2 separate regions of the Rattus norvegicus genome follow, and region 2 is linked to region 1. Evidence: chromatin contacts called from public Hi-C data. All regions are on one chromosome and are shown on one strand. Each heading gives the region's core, a stretch centred on a gene start, on an enhancer-like site or on the middle of the called end of the contact. The rest is flanking DNA. Distances are from core to core; before and after follow the strand shown.

Region 1 (5,129 bases), core at 1,669-4,168:
ACACCTTCCTTGAGCCAGCATTTACTCTGGCTTTGTTCACAGCCAGGACTTATCTTTGTTTTAAAACAAAAAATCAGTGAAGGTCTCTCCGGAGCCTTGTATAATTTTTATAGATGAGGTGGACCTTTTCCAAGATTCTCAACTTTATCCCAAGCTCTTAAAGCTGCTAAGGAACATTATTCTATAGTAGCATCTCAGATTGCATATGTTCTTGTATAACAAAGCACTGACCTTTCCCCAGCAACTGGTCTTTCACTATATGCATTCCTTTCACTCTATTTCACTCGTCAGTGTTTGTGGTTTCTTCCCTCCACCATGTTAACCTTTGCAACTGTAGAGTAGTCTCTACTACAGCTGTAACCAATCCCTTCCAGTCTTGGAGAATAACTCTATTTTGAGAAGCCCAGTTATTGAGAATTTGTTTGACATAAGGCGAGTGCATCTCATATATAAATACGGCATTTAAAAAACACTTTAGATCTATCATTTCTATAAGAAGCCAACCTGTCTCATCATACCCTTGTTTCACACCATTAACTGGTATATGCTGTACATCTACTGGAAAAGCTGATGGCGGTGATTTTGTAACCAAGGCCAACCCTCCTCTAACTCCGGCAGCAAGATTGGTTCAAAATTAACTCCTTTGAAGCAGACCGTTTCATCAGATTGTTCTCCCACTTTTTAAACTTTTCTCTAGCACAGATTCTGTCCCCCCTCTCTCCTGCAAGAAACTCCTGCTCTCTTGCAAAGTCACCAGGACTGAGCCTTTGTATTCTCTGCTTCTGTGCTCCTTTCCCCAGCACTTTCACTTCCATCCCTAATTTTCCCAGTTGCATAGCCAACTCTAAAATCTCTTTCAGAAAAGAAAGAGCAGAACCCTTTCATTTTCCCATTTCAGCCATTTTGTTTGTTTGTTTCTCAGATCCATTTCTCCATTTCCACTCATAATTTTTCCAACCTTTTTTTGAAACAGAATATAGGAAGAAGAAAAAGAAAGAACGATATCCCCTCTGGGAGTAAAGCAGGAGACATCTCAGTGGTTATAGACATAAAAAAAAGTTTTGCCAGTGTCTTCAAGAAAAAAAAATCCATCCCTTCAGCCCTGTGGTTTTCTCTATGGCATTTGAAATCAAGTTTCCCATTCTGCCTTGACCCATCTGTGGGTGCCACTTGTTGTTGGACTTTGGCTACTGTGTGGGTCCCTTTTTCTTCTACCCTTCCCTTCCACCCTTTCAACTCCTCAATACCAGATAGAAGAGAAGAAAGAATAGAAGGGAAAGGGTATTATGTTATCATTAGACTACTTTCTTCTGATTAGGGGTGTCAAGTTTTTTGGGGCAGGTTTGATTTTCACCATCAGTATATCTAATTTTTTTCTGATTGTTGGTTTGTTCTTTTTGCACATAACTATTTAACAAACTGTGACTAACCACAACCAACAACCCATCCCCACCTCTCAAAGCCCTAGCACTTATAAAATCTCTGAGAAGATCCCAGAATTCCAAATGTCACACAATCACAGAAACTGTAGGTACCTGATATAACCAGTCCCCTGCTAGAGTATGAGGCAAATCCTAGTCAGCTGCTGTGGACAATCTGAAGCCTCCCTATATCCCACACTTTGGATTAAAACAAACACATATTCACATAATACTTTCGTGTTTTTCAAAGACATTAAAATTCCAAAATTGTCACAAATTTCCTCTGAGCAGCAATTTCAGTTGTTTTTCTTCTTGTGCATATAGTGGCATTGCCAGCTGGCGATCATGCCCCATATATATCTTTCTCACAGATTGCAATGTAGCTGACCATTTTTAGGGCATCCCATACTTACATGATGGACCCTAGAGAGTTTTTCTATACAGCTCTTATTTAAAGAGCTAACAACAGGGTGCCCATTCCTAGATGTCAAAAAGATTTGTGGATCTGAGCTGTTTCAATCACTCTTAGTGTGTTTTATTGCTGTGAAGAGATACCATGACCAAGAAAACTCTTATAAATCAAACGCTTAATTGGGGCTGGCTTACAGGTTCCGAGATCTAGTCCATTATCATCAAGGGGGAGCATGGCAGCATCCAGGCAGGCTTGGTGCAGGAGGAGCTGAGAGTTCTACACCTTGTTTCAAAGGCAAATAAGAGAAGGATGGCTTCCAGGGAGCTAGGAGAAGGGTCTCAAAGCTCACCCCCACAGTGACACACTTCCTCCAACAAGGCTATACCCTCACAGCAATGGAAACCTTAACTAAAACACATGTCAATCCAGTAGGGTTTAGAAGGTATCTCTTTCAAAAGGAGGCATTTCTCACACAGATAATAATACCATACATGATAAAGTTAAAAATCCTCGGTATTATCTGAGGTTCAACCTAGTTTTAAATACCATCTCAGGGCTGAAGAGATGGTTAAGAGCCCTTGCTGATCTTACAGAGGACCCAGTTCAGTTCCCAGTACCCTTATCAGTTGACTCATACCCACCTATTACAAGAGGTTTGATGTCCTGGCCTGCATGACCACTGCATGTTCATGGTGCACATAAACATTTTCTTAAAGCAAATCTTAACTATCATCTCTAAAAATCTCTAATTGCATTGTTCAAACCGAAGTAATCAGTCATTGTTTTGACATCTTGCTTGATTGTCCATCCCCTTGATTATAATTAAAATTGTGAACTGCTTCAGCAGGAGCTGAGCCTGGGACAGATGGTAGGGCTGACTTCATAGGAAACGTGGCCATCTTTTCACATTAAAACTCTGGCTTGCAGATGAGGCTGGTGAACAAAGTAAACAGGAATCCCCCCCCCATGACCTAGTTGACCATGTTGGAAATATTTGCCGTTTTGGAATAGAGCCTGAACCAAGGCTCAGGGCTACTCTTTCCATCTCGTGGCATCCACCCTCTGCCAAGAGGATGCCTGCACATGGCCAGGTCAGCTGGGGTGAGCTATGGAGTCCCACAGGGCTCCTCCTTCAAGTGCTCATTGTCCTGACTAGCCTGAAACAGCTGCTAGACACGTGAGCTGCTGTGACCACCAGCTGCTGCAGCTCTCAAATCTGAGGTCTGGAACATGCTCCTTGGGTGTTTGCTTCCTAGCCACTAGAATCTGTGTCCCTAAGTCCCTAGCCAGTTACTGATACAATGTTACTTGTCCTACCTCTCAGCCCTTTTAACCTACTCCCAGTTTTGGAACAAGCTGGCTAGTGGCTCAGAAGTCCAATGGAGTTAAACTATTAACTTTGTAACTCAAGACAGCTAGGACTGAGGAAAAGTTATCTTCTTAGGTGAACTCTGAGTCTTGATATTTCACACTGATATAAGAGTCCTGCCACCCTCTACTAACAAACACAAACTGTGCTGTTGAGGCTCCCTTCGAGAGGGAGCAGAAGGGAGCACCATCCTGGAATAGGGAGCACCATCCTGGAATAGGGAGCACCATCCTGGAATAGGGAGCACCATCCTGGAGTAGGGAGGACCATCCTGGAGTAGGGAGCACCATCCTGGAGTAGGGAGCACCATCCTGGAGTAGGGAGCAGCAACCTGGAGTAGGGAGCACCATCCTGGAGTAGGGAAGCCCAAGGAAGGATTGCTGCCGTAGTGGCTGCTGTGCTCTGTCTACCACCCCAGTCCCAGCAAGACTGTTACCTAAACTCCTGCCCAGGTCAGAGATAAGAGGTCAGGCCACAGGGAAGTTGGACAGTCTTCATGTGTACATTTTAAGGAACCCAAAAGTCTTGTGTGGTGAAACAACAGGAGCCCTTCTCAGAGAAACCACTTAAAGTCTGAGAGGGGAACCAGTCATAACAATTTTAGGGCTAGTCTTCCCCTTGGCAGACATTCTTGTGCAGATCTGTCTGCTAGACGTTACATGCCTAGCCCCAAGGAAGCACCAGTACTATCTGAATGATCCTGGAGCAAGACTTCACCAGCCCAGGTCTAGGCATCTTCATCTGTAGCTGGAACAGTTTACATCCAGACTCATTCCCAATGCTACTTTTTCCTATCTTAAGATCTAGCAGCCTTCAGAAGGTTGACTACTAAAACAAAGCCCTTCCCCATTTTCCTCCTGGGTGTTTGAATTCCAGCTAGGTGACTCCTAGATCTAATAACCTAGGAGTTGTGGTGGACCATCCTTTCCCTCAGATCAGGGGTGGGGATGTGGGTGGAGCACACAGAAGGAACCAATATCTTAACAGCACAACAAATTCTCCCTGAAAGAATGCTTTAGAAGATCTCTGGCTGAGGAGAGGTAGATTCAACTTACAGCATCCCTTAGGGCATGAACATGGGGGAAAGTGACTTGCTGGAAGGAAAGGAGAATGTTGGTGTTTCTATTCCTTTGTATTCACAAGCCCTGCCTCTCCCAGTATTTCACCTTCCAGGGCCTCATAGGGGAGAAGCGGACAGGCCCAACAGCTCTAAGCTGTGTACACTGAAACAAAAACAAAAACAAAACACCACCAACAAAAAATACCAAACAAACAAACAAACAAACAAAAAAGCAATAGAGCAAGGAACCAGAGAGGGCTAGCACACTGAAGCAAGAACACGGGAGGATCATCTGGGGGGAGTGAATATGTTGGGTATCCTCCGGTGGTTTGAAAACATAGGTCCAGACTCATGCAACAGGTTCCTTATTATATAAGCTACTTCCCTTCATTTGGTTGTGAAACACTCTGTGGTTACACCTGCCCTGGCTAGATTCAGGGCTCAACGGTTAGCACAAATGACCGTTCACTTCCTCAGCTCATTCTCAAACCCATACAGTACAACAGTCAGCAGTGCTGGGCTCTGTTTTCCAATCATTACAACTGGAAACTTGGCGTTTTAGCAAAACTTAGGAATAATCATTAACAGCCCTCGCCAGGCTCAGCTGCCCACTTTTGGAAAATTGATAAACAAAGAGGAATTCCTTTGAGCATAGGTTCTGGGTTTTATAACCTTTCAGAGGAAACCTTTCTGGTGGGAGGAATTGGGGTCAGAGAAACCCCTGAAAGAAGAACTGTTTCTTTACGAGAGAGAGAGAGAGAGAGAGAGAGAGAGAGAGAGAGAGAGAGAGAGAGAGAGAGAAAGCAAGAGCGAGAGAGCTGTGTCTGGTGGATAGACCAAAGCAACAGTAATTACTCCCTGGAAAGA
Region 2 (5,129 bases), core at 1,615-4,114, 330 kb after region 1:
GCAACAAAAACCCTATGAGCTCTAACAAGCGAAGACTTAGGCTATGAGATCGATGTGCAAAAATCCAGTGGCATCTTCCTATGGAATAACTACCTACCCAAAAAAGAAATCCTTATCATTGCACAAAAAGAAGTAAATTTCATGAAGAAAGTGAGAGAACCCCACACCCAAACTGTAAAACTTTAAAAAGTTTCCTATGACCAGTTGGAGTGGGATGAGGAGAACCCATCAGTTTTAAAAGACCAAATGACTTGAACAGACTTCTAGGCAAAGGCTATAAGAAACACTGGGCAGCATAGAACAGTTGCCCACATCGACATCAGGAGGGTACCAGTTCTCAAAAGGACAAGGAGTCAAAGAATTGCTGCACTGGTGAGGGCGTGAGCCAGGGCAACCCGAGGCACTGCAAGGGAGAATAGCAGGGAAGCCATAACAGAAGGAAGTGTGGGAGGCAGAAGCAGCAGACAGCAGCCACAGCTCCTGAGCTTCACCCTGTGGAGGGAGACCTGAGAGCAGAGGGGACTCTCAATTTGGCTATGGGCACACTGAGTTTTAGGCCCTCCAAGTAGTCAGTTGGCATGGCCATCGTGGAGCTGAGGTGCAAATCTAGGCCTTGACAATGTCCCGATGCTAAGGGAGCTCTTGCTCCCGAATTGGACCCTCCGGGAGAACGAAGTGAGGAGCCAAGAGGTCCTTTGGACCACCAAAGAACTTCAAATGCTCAGAAAGTCAGGAGAACCCACACACATAATTCAAAGAAGAGCCAGAGGGCAGGGCCAGCCTGGAGGACGCATGTCTTTGGGGTCACCCCCACGCTGCAGAGAGCCTGAGTCACAAATGGTTTGATTCATGACTCAGGTCACCCTGCGTTGAGCACAAACTCAGATCACAGTCCCCGAATTCACCTCTCTGCCATTTCTATTTGTGTCTGAGGCACAGAGGGGGTGGGGTCAGGCTGGCTCCCTGCAGCTCCCCTAACTCTCTCAGAGGCAGAAAGCAACCAGTGCCATGTCAGCATCTTGGAGGTGTGGACCATCAGAATGAGGCTTGCTGGCTAAAATGGAGCGGAAAACTACGTGAGGTGTCCCTGCTGCCCTGCCCAGCCTCCACCAGCAGCTGGCCTCCCTCACCTGTGACACCTTAACCGGCATCTTTGTCTTAGGGGTCACACCATCTCCTCTGACTCCATTTAGGGTGACATAGCACAACTCCATCAGCTTAGCCCTGTCTATTGGGTGCCATTTCCCATTTACAGGTTCTAAACAATAGTCAGGTTTGGCACATGGGTTGCTGTCTCTCAGGCTCTCTGGATGGTGTGGAGAAACAGCGGAGCAGGCTGTCTGAGATCAGCGCTGCCCATCTGCAGAGAAACAGCTAGTGCCACTCAGCTACCCCTGAGATTCACTCAGAATTATACTCAGAATTACGATAAGGGTTCCTCGTGGCAGATTACGTGTAGGGCAGCCTGGGTGCCATCTCAAGCCACTTGATGACTCTCTGTGAAGACCTCTACTGCCACAGTGACACCAGAATACCCTGAGGGTAGGAAGTGATACCACAGCAGCTGAAACCCAGCCTCTAGACTCAAGTCTTATCCCACACCATACCAGGCACTTCCTTGAGGGGCCATCCAGCTCCATACACATCACCTGAGCAGAGAAGCGAGCCCTTTCCAGAAGATGCCACCCCTGGCCTCTACTGACATCTCCTCTTTCATCAAGGAGACTGCATCATGACCAGATTCATACTAGCATCGAAAACCACATGCATTCCTGCGATTCATCCATGGCCACTGGTCCAAAGGACTCGGCCATCTTCTCTCCTGGGCACACCCTGGGAGGCTCCACTCTACCTTTCATAGAAGATGAACCCTCTGCTGTCCCTCTTCAGCCTAGCTTGTACCATGTGGCCCTGTGGACACAGATGCTCTCTGCAACCCTGGTGCTCTGGGTGGCTCAGGCTGATAAATACACCAAGAGAGCCTTTCTTTACCAGTTATGTCAGATCAAAGACTGTGCTCAATGTGGAACTGAAGAGTTGCATGGCAATGCTACCCCACTGCTGTTGGGCTGACTCAGGCACATCTGAGAAGGTTCTGGAAGCAGTTGGACAGTGAACATGTAGAAAATGACAGCCAATGGGTGAGACTCATGATGCCCTCACCAGTTCCTGCTTCTCAGACAGGTTCTTCTGAGTTAGAATGCAAGGGCACTTCTGAGGCTGACTAAGGGGTGTGGCTGACTGAGGGGTGTGGCTAAGCTGGGTCAGCTACAGGCAACAAATAAGTCTGGTTGATATCAGGAAGTCACCAAACTCTGACCTGTAGCCAAATCCATCTCAGTTCTTCCTTTATACATTGTTATGGGCATAGCTTCATTCATTCACTAAGTCCACCATGTTCCCCTTCTCACTAGAAGACAGAAATAGCCCACAAAATCTAATAACTTTTCTATCTGACTCCTTATGAAAAAAGAGTTAACCCATCTCTGGTTTAAATGCTGACATCGTTTGATGAGGTCTCCTAAAAAAGGACTTGAGTAGATAATGGGTCTAGAACTATGTTCTTGAGGTCCCGGTCTCCTGTCTTCTGTGCAGTGATGTGCGTGTAATCACTCTTATTTTGCAGGCAGTTTGCCACCCCTATTCCCCATCCCCTCCTGGAACCCTTGTCATGCATCTCCCATTCCGTGCCCTCCTCCAGCAAGGATGGGCTTAGTCAGCTTTGTAGTCCCAAGCAACAAGTCAGGAGATCCGACCCCATACTTTGAGCTTCCCCTGGCGGGAGCCACACACCCGCAGTCTGCGAGCCACTGTCTTCCAATAAGGCTGAGAGCGCCCTCTAGCGCTTGGAAGGTGAATGCAAGCCTGGATCCGCGAGCTGCAAACCTTGGCCAGCAAAACTACAGGAGTATGGCAAGGGAAGGGGCAAAGGTGAAGAGTCAGGAACAAGGGCTCTGTTTGGATAGAAGATGATCTCTCCTCACTGCGGGGGACATCCTCTTGCTTCTGGTCAAGTTGGCTTTCAGAGCACGAGGGCTTCTGGTCTCGGGTTTGCTTTCAGAACGCGAGGGAGACGGAGTGGCCGCCAGCGCGCCCCCTCCTGGTCACACTTCCCCAAAGCAGGGCTCCCTTCTACAGCACAGAGCCAAACATTTTATGCCAAATCTAGTTGTTGGTGGTGGTTTTCTGTTTGTTTATTTAGGTATTCTTTTTTTTTTAACTAGGCGAAAAGTGAGGTGTTGTGTCAATTTAGCCAATATCAGGTCAGCTGATGAGAATGTGATTCTCTCTGAGGAATGAGTCACGTGATCGCAACAGCTCCTATCATTGAGCTTACCCCACTTTGAGGATCTCCTAGCTCAGGGATCAGAGTACACTTGGCTCAGACACCCACCTCTCAGCCACCATGGATGAGCTTTGAAAACCTCCCGTGGTCGCTTTGTCCGACTTCTTCCTTATTCTCCTTTCTTTTAGATGTTTTTATTATAAAACATCTCATGCGTATAAAAAAAAGTACCAAGGGAAACACAATGGATGCCTCTGTTTGATCTCCTTATTTAAGAGTGAAAATATTTGAGACACTGCATGTACTTGACCCCTGATCTCCATCCGGCACCATTCCTGCCCACTGCACTGAACTTAGTGTTCAGTTCTAATGTGTCAGCAACTTCCTACTGCAAGGTGTCTCCCAGAGCATTAGTGCATCCAGAGTTGTCCTGTCTGTTTCTAAGCACCTTGTTGGAACTTCATGCTGTCTATATTTCTGTTTTATGCTGTCTCTCCTTGAATACTGTTTGAGAATGGTTCACATTGAAAGATAGAGTTCTGGGTCATCCCCCTTTACACTCCTGTGGGTACTGCAATGTAGAAGCAGTCTGCTCCTGACCAACAACCAGGATGCGCTCCACTAATACCTGGCCACCCCTAAGCCTGTCTTAGGAGCCCCTAGAGATCTGGACATGCCCATTCTTAGGTAATGTGTACCTCCAGCCTTACCCAGCATTGCCAGCCACTCTAACCGACTGGTTTCTACCAGTTCATCTCTCATCCACAGCCAGCATGGGTCTGATTTCTTTCACACTGCTTTGACTTGGACAAACATATGGTGTCCCTGAAGGACAAGTGTGTTGGAGGCTCTGTTCTCCGTGTTGATGCTGAGAGATGTGGGACCTTCTGAAGTGGAGACGAATGGAAAGTGGTTGAGTCCCTGAGGGTGTGAACTCAGTGGTATCAAAGTGGTTCTTACAAGACAAAGAGTTAATCCTCATCAGAGTGTTTCTGTAAGAGAATCCTTGACTTTCCCTTTACTCACACCCCCTATCTTGCCCTGACACCTCTCTCTTTCACTTGGTCCAACCACAATGCCATGCCCCAGGGCCTTCACCATGTGGAAACAGAGTTGGCCCATATTAATTGGACTTTAAACCTCCAAAACTGTGAAATAAATAAACAGATGTCTTCTCTTGTTAAATACTCACACTCGGCCATGGTGCCATACATACACAGTAACAGAAAACAGACCAGTGTGATTTGCCAATGTATGTGTGGGAAATTCATTCATTGCTGCCTGAATTTGTGTTCCCTTTATGATAGCAGCAATAGCCCAAAGCTTGGATATTGTTCACCTTAATGTTCCCCTGAAAACTGCCCTGGAATGAAGAAAATAGCCCTTTCCTTAGCCTTACCAAAGGTATGACAGGAAGTTTGATGACAGCCACCGTCCAGCCTTCAGTTTGGGCAAGGAGGATCACTCCTGTAAGGGCTGCCCCTAAAAGACTCTGAACCCAGCGAAGCTGAGCTGACTTGGCCAAGCTCTAACAGGGTCACTCAACTACAGCCCAGTCAGTCAGGCCCAAAGTTACGGCTCCCTCCCCCTTCTTGGCAGAAGCCCAAACCCAGAAACCAAGGCCTCCACGCTGCTGAAGAGGGGTCAAGTTCATGCCAACCAAAACTCAGAAATGCCATCTCATGCCATGACCAAACAGGACTCTTTGGACAAGTCCAAAACCTCAGAAATAAAGGTATTCTCCATGGTGCAACTTGGGATAACAAGAAAAGAAAATTCCTGAATGTACCAGAATTTCCTAAGTCACAGATGACCAAACAGTAGTATAACTATCTCCTGGAAA

What was found. Hi-C and Micro-C count contacts between places; a contact is called where the count stands out from the background.
Region 2: a Hi-C map of liver shows a contact between it and region 1, with 3 times the contacts expected there. The contact joins two enhancer-like sites. A contact is called at or near these places in 3 of 12 Hi-C or Micro-C datasets (kidney and liver).

What each region holds. Positions count from the first base shown.
Region 1 is chr14:76,382,158-76,387,286 of GRCr8, forward strand. No RefSeq gene overlaps it. Among named protein-coding and RNA genes, the nearest start is that of Zfp518b, 51 kb to the left of the region's middle. Within about 2 kb of position 2,919, at least 8 of the 93 cell types and tissues checked have an H3K27ac peak or open chromatin away from gene starts, as enhancers often do. A contact at or near this core is called in kidney and liver, where this site is marked.
Region 2 is chr14:76,709,862-76,714,990 of GRCr8, forward strand. No RefSeq gene overlaps it. Among named protein-coding and RNA genes, the nearest start is that of Drd5, 9.1 kb to the left of the region's middle. Within about 2 kb of position 2,865, at least 5 of the 93 cell types and tissues checked have an H3K27ac peak or open chromatin away from gene starts, as enhancers often do. A contact at or near this core is called in kidney and liver, where this site is marked.